Linked DNA regions of Mus musculus: region 2 is linked to region 1. A link is a contact called in public HiChIP or PLAC-seq data. All regions are on one chromosome and are shown on one strand. Each heading gives the region's core, a stretch centred on a gene start, on an enhancer-like site or on the middle of the called end of the contact. The rest is flanking DNA. Distances are from core to core; before and after follow the strand shown. Region 1 overlaps Smtnl2 (smoothelin-like 2). Region 2 holds the start of Mybbp1a (MYB binding protein (P160) 1a).

Region 1 (2,700 bases), core at 104-2,603:
AATCTGCAAAGGAAGCTCTAATCTAAGGGTCTCGTCTCTAATAGGGAGTGACTGGTGAGCCCCTGGGTCCCATGGTGTCATTTCCTCAAGCAAGACCAGCCCCACTGCTGGGCCTCCCCTCTCAGACTCCCAGGTCATGGCCAGAAAATGAAGAAGCAGTTAGTCAGAGGCAAGGATGGCCTAGGCACACTGAGGAAGCAGAAGACTGGGGTACCTGCAAATGGAGGGTAGCATCTCTCAGTAACCTGGCCCCACAGCCCTCTTCTCCCTACCAAAGGAACTCCTCAACCTCAGGCAGCTCTGTAAAACAGCCCTGACCTTGACCTCTGCCTGAGAAATCTGATCTTGGGAAACAGTCAGGGCCCAGCCTCGCTACGCTATGGCTGAATGACCATGGCCATGGTTGAGCCTGCTCTAGGAGCTCATTGGGCTAGCTCAGGGTGGAATATCCATACTTGCTCGCCGTATCCTGCTCCCACTTCTCAAACAGCGCCTTTCGAGCCTGTGCCCCTGAAGTCCGAGGCAGCGTCTGCGACCTCACCAGTTCCCTGCGACGCTCTCCCTGGCGAGGGGCCTGAGTCATAGCTGGGGGCTGCGAGGATGGGGGTGACTGTGGTGGGGTCACCAGTGGAGGGCTGAGGAGAAAAATTCATGACGTCAGGAACACAGAACCAACTGGCACTCCCCTGGGTCCCCCGGTGAAACGCCCACCCTGAGTGAGTGTGCGTGAGACAGCGAGGCAGACAGCTTATACTTATGGGGGGACCCCTAGACCTTGGAGGAGCAGTGGGGGAGCAAGTCCCACCTGCTCAGGTCCCAACTGGTTTTGCAGGTTTTCTGCACGGGAGCTACAGTTGGTAGCATACCTGGCCAGGGTGCCCAACTAGGGAGGGAGAGTAGCCCCTCTCAAGGCACAACTAGCACCCCTTGATAAGTGTCAATGCCTGGGAAGGACAAGGGGTATACCCAGAGCCAGACCAGGCCCCCTCCTCCACCACTTCTAGATAGGACCCTCTTTGTTCTCCCCCTGGAACAATCTGCCAGGAAGACACAATTCCCCTTTTATTATTTAAAAAAAAAAAATTCCATCTTGCTACCCCTCCCCCATCCTCACATCTACTTAGTCAGCCAAAGTTAGCTTTTAACCCTGAGCCTCTCTAGGCACCTGCTCTTCCCATGGCAGCAAATACCTCACTTGGAGGTCCCCCAGCCAGAATGGAAAACATAAAGCCAAATGTCATCCTGCCCACCTTCCTCCCAGAGAAGTTGAGACTCCCCCACTCCCCACACCACCCCATCCCTGCCCAACACACACAAGCCACCTTTTAATAGACTTGTTTTGAAGGTCAAAGAAGCCAAGCGGCAACCAAGCCTCCACATACCAACCTTGGTCACCTCCCTTCCCAGCTCCAACCCCGCCTGCCAGTCAGCCCGCCGGCTCTAGTTCCACAGAGTCTCCCTAGACAGTCGGCCCAGAGAGAGGCCTGCAGCTCAGGTCCCAGGCAGAGCAGCCTTCCCAGCCACAGACTCACCTGTCCTTGCGTTTGCCAGCCGTCACTGCTCCATACCCAGAGCCAGACAAAGACCGAGTGAAAGAGGAACTTTTCTCTATAAGACCAAGGAAAGACAGAAACAACAGACTTGGTTCTACTCAGCATCACTTTGTAGACCAACAAGATCTAGGGCTCAGTAGGCACCATCTCAGGACAGTGACATCCAAGAAGTCCTTCCAACTGTCTCCTCCCTGCTCTTGAGGGCACAAAGCCCGGGGTCTCCAACACTGTATGACCAAGTACTGCCCCAAACCCTTGTTGGGAAGCCAGGATAGTGCCAGCCCAAGTCATATACTAGGATAAACCCAATAAAGACCTGTTTGTGCTGAGGGGACTGTATCAAATATACAAGGTAAACCATGGTCTCAACCTGTCATGAACTCCCACTTAATGGTATCTCTGGAAAGGAATGTGGTAAGGACAGGTCCCCTGGGTCAGGGAATATGGTGGGCTGGGGTCTGACCTGGGTGTCCTGAGTCTCCTGCCAACCCACACCCAAGCCCTGTCCTCTCTCACCCACCCTGAAGTGGGGGGGATCGGCCCCCGTACCACCCCCTTGTCATACCAGTGGGACTGGGAGTCCAAGGGCTGATGGCCTCACTAGGGCTTGGGGTGAAGCCCCCCACAATGGCAGCAGATGTGGGTGACAGAGCTGAAGCTGAGGTCTCCCCAGAGAATTTCTCGGAGACTCGGGTGACAGCTGTGACGGGCTGGTGGGGCATCCGCAAGGAGAGGCTCACAGGGCGTGGCCTCGGGGGCTCCTGGGCTGACGAGGTTTGGACCTCAGAGGATCCGTTGGCTGGACCTGTAACACGTGACCAACCAGGGTGCATCAGCTATGGCAGCCACAGACGCCTCAGATTCCCCTACATTCAGTCCAAGAGGACTCCTGTATCTCTGAACATTGCTCCCAGCTCCTCCAGGAAGCCTTCTGACCACTTCAGCCTCCCTCACCTCCATTACCATGTACATCTTACTGCACCGCTCAGACCTGATTCTCCTCAACTTCCCCTGCACCAGCTTGGGCCACTCTACCCACTTTTATGAACTGACAATTACACAGCCTCTGCTTGCTTTCTTCCAGAAACAGGGAAGATCTCTTCCTTGAACTCCCATTTCTTTGTGTATTTTATTTGTTTTGTTTTGT
Region 2 (2,700 bases), core at 189-2,688, 39 kb after region 1:
TCACTGCCTCGGTACTCACAGCCACGGGCTGTGGCTGCTCTCAGCTAACAGTTGACCTTTTAAAACTGTAAATCAGATGTAAATCCTCCCTGCACTCTCTGAAGAAATTCTGAACCCTTGAGCCTGGCCCTGGGTTCTATATAACCTTGCTCCTGGCACCTGAGTCCTCCTCCTCACCTTACTGACCTCATTCCCGTAAGAGATGAGTGGCCTCTGTAGAAGAAATGTCCTTGGCCTGCTCTTAGATTTTTGCCCTGGGGACAATAGAGCCCATCTTGTCCCTCAGCTGTCAGCTCACATGTCAGTCTTGTCATGGTCTCTTAAATAGAATCTTAGAATCTATAGAATTTTCCCTTTAATTTTTTTTTTGGTTTTGTTTTTGTGTGTGTGTGTGGTTTTGGGTTTTTTGGTTTTTTTTGTTTTGTTTTGTTTTGGTTTGGTTTGGTTTTTCGAGACAGGGTTTCTCTGTGTAGCCCTGGCTGCCCTGGAACTCACTTTGTAGACCAGGCTGGCCTTGAACTCAGAAATCCACCTGCCTCTGCCTCCCAAGTGCTGGGATCAAAGGTGTGCACCACCATGCCCGGCTTCCCTTTAATTTTTTTTTTTTAAGAAAATGTTGTTTATTTTATTTTATTTTTTTTTTTGTTTTTTGTTTTTTTTTTTTTTTTGGTTTTTCGAGACAGGGTTTCTCTGTATAGTCTTGGCTGTCCTGGAACTCACTTTGTAGACCAGGCTGGCCTCAAACTCAGAAATCCGCCTGTCTCTGCCTCCCAAGTGCTGGGATTAAAGGCGTGTGCCACCACCTCCCGGCTGTTTATTTTTATGAATACACTGTATCTGTCTTCAGACACACCAGAAGAGTGGATTGGATCCCATTACAGATGGTTGTGAGCCACCATGTGGTTGCTGGGAACTGAACTCAGGACCTCTGGAAGAGTAGTCAGAGCTCTTAACCGATGAGCCATCTCTCCAGCCCCTCCCTTTAATTTTTAACAGGCGATGTTTTCACGTTTTTTAACATTTAAAAGGCTCCCTCTGCTCCCTACATTCCTTATTTTCCTCATAACTATCATTTAAAATGTATTTGTCTACTCGTTCATCAACCATCTCTTCCCACTAGAAAGGAAGTCCACAGAAGCCGCGGCTTTGTTCGGATGCACACAATAAAAGCGGAATAATAGCGGATGTCTCGGACTAGATCGCGAGCAGACCCGGGTCTGGGAAGAGATCATACTACGGCTTTTTCGTGGATTTGTTTGCACCTCCGGTCGTCAGGAACTCCTCCAGGTTAAAGGAAGAGATCGAAGCATCAGTTTCTGAGCACACGCGCGTGTGAGAACACTCTGCTCCACCCACAGCCACAAGGGAAAGGCAAGGCCGTACGGAAGCCACTTCCAACCTGCTAGGCCCCGCCCTCACTCGGACGTCCCAGTGCGCAGGCGCCGAGACCTGACCTGGAAGTGACTGTCTTCTGAGCCCACGTGTTTGGCTCAGCATGGCGGAGATGAAGAGCCCCACGAAAGCTGAGCCTGCGACTCCCGCAGAAGCGGCGCAAAGCGACCGCCACAGCCTGCTGGAGCACAGCCGCGAGTTCTTGGACTTCTTCTGGGACATTGCGAAACCGGATCAGGAAACGCGGCTCCGGGCCACGGAGAAGTTGTTGGAGTACTTGCGCACAAGGCCCAATGTATGATGGAGGGGCCCAGGCCCATCGTGGCTCTGGATGCAAGGGGGAGGGGTGGGCCCTTCAGATCACTGTTGAACACGAGGGATGTTCTTGGTTCCGTAGGATTCGGAGATGAAATATGCCCTGAAGCGCCTAATCACTGGGCTTGGGGTGGGCCGAGAAGCCGCTAGGCCCTGCTACAGCCTGGCGCTGGCACAGGTGAGACTGTGTGTCTGGCAAGGGCACGATCTCGCTGGGCAAAGGTGGCGTCTAAGGGTAGGGGGCACCGAAGCTGCGGGGTAAGAAGAAATCCGAGATGCTTCAGAGGGGATACAGGCATCCTTACTTGGGTGGGAGGAAGTGCCAAAACATGGCCTATGTACAGCAAAGTCCAGGCAGGTGGAAGAGTTGAACACGTTTTCTTTCTGATACACGTTTATCAGCTACAGAGTATTAGCTACAGTTACTGGAAGTAGTGAACTTTGAGGTTGATTTCTGCAAGGTTGGGGAGCCGCCTCCAGGTTAGGAAGGCAACTGATGACAGACCACGTAGAAATTTGTACAGCAAAAAGCAATGAAGACTAACCAGCCTCAAGGCAACTCAGAACAGGATCTTTGGATGGGATGGGTTTTCCCAAGAGGTACAGAAGCAGCCTAGGCCTTCTGAAGCCTTGATGGAGGTGGGGCTTAGCCATGTAAGATGTGGTCCCTTGAAAGCAGTAGCGCTTGTGAGGGATGGGAGGAGCACGGAGATTATATTGGGGAAAGCTGAAGGAGGGAAATGGACTTGGTCTGGTTTGTTGTCCCTGGGCCACTCCTGAGCTCTTTCTGGTCTTGCCTGGTAGCTGTTGCAGTCTTTTGAAGACATCCCATTGTGTGACATCCTGGATCAGATACAAGAAAAATACAGCCTACAAGCCATGAACAAGGTGCGTGAGATTCCCAGACAGACAACCTGCTCCTGAACAGCTATGGGGAGGGACCCTCTTCACCTGTGTTTTCAATCTTTTTCTAGGCAATGATGAGACCTAGTC

The links. HiChIP or PLAC-seq counts read pairs in DNA pulled down with a chosen protein or histone mark.
Region 2: a contact with region 1 is called in an H3K27ac HiChIP or PLAC-seq map of embryonic stem cells, with 10 read pairs. The contact joins the promoter of Mybbp1a here to the enhancer-like site in region 1. A contact is called at or near these places in 1 of 484 Hi-C or Micro-C datasets (palatal mesenchyme), 4 of 115 datasets of contacts at active chromatin or transcription factors (the SCID.adh cell line and embryonic stem cells) and 3 of 9 other capture datasets (adipose tissue, liver and pancreatic islet).

Annotation. Positions count from the first base shown.
Region 1 is chr11:72,400,893-72,403,592 of GRCm38.p6, forward strand. Smtnl2 (smoothelin-like 2) reads right to left here. Exons shown (of 8, transcript NM_177776.3): 3 at 2,119-2,358; 4 at 1,533-1,608; 5 at 456-635. Among named protein-coding and RNA genes, the nearest start is that of Smtnl2, 9.5 kb to the right of the region's middle. Within about 2 kb of position 1,354, at least 19 of the 459 cell types and tissues checked have an H3K27ac peak or open chromatin away from gene starts, as enhancers often do. A contact at or near this core is called in embryonic stem cells, where this site is marked.
Region 2 is chr11:72,439,889-72,442,588 of GRCm38.p6, forward strand. It overlaps Mybbp1a (MYB binding protein (P160) 1a), which reads left to right and starts at 1,439. Exons shown (of 26, transcript NM_016776.3): 1 at 1,439-1,687; 2 at 1,790-1,885; 3 at 2,512-2,595; 4 at 2,682-2,700. The coding sequence starts at 1,496.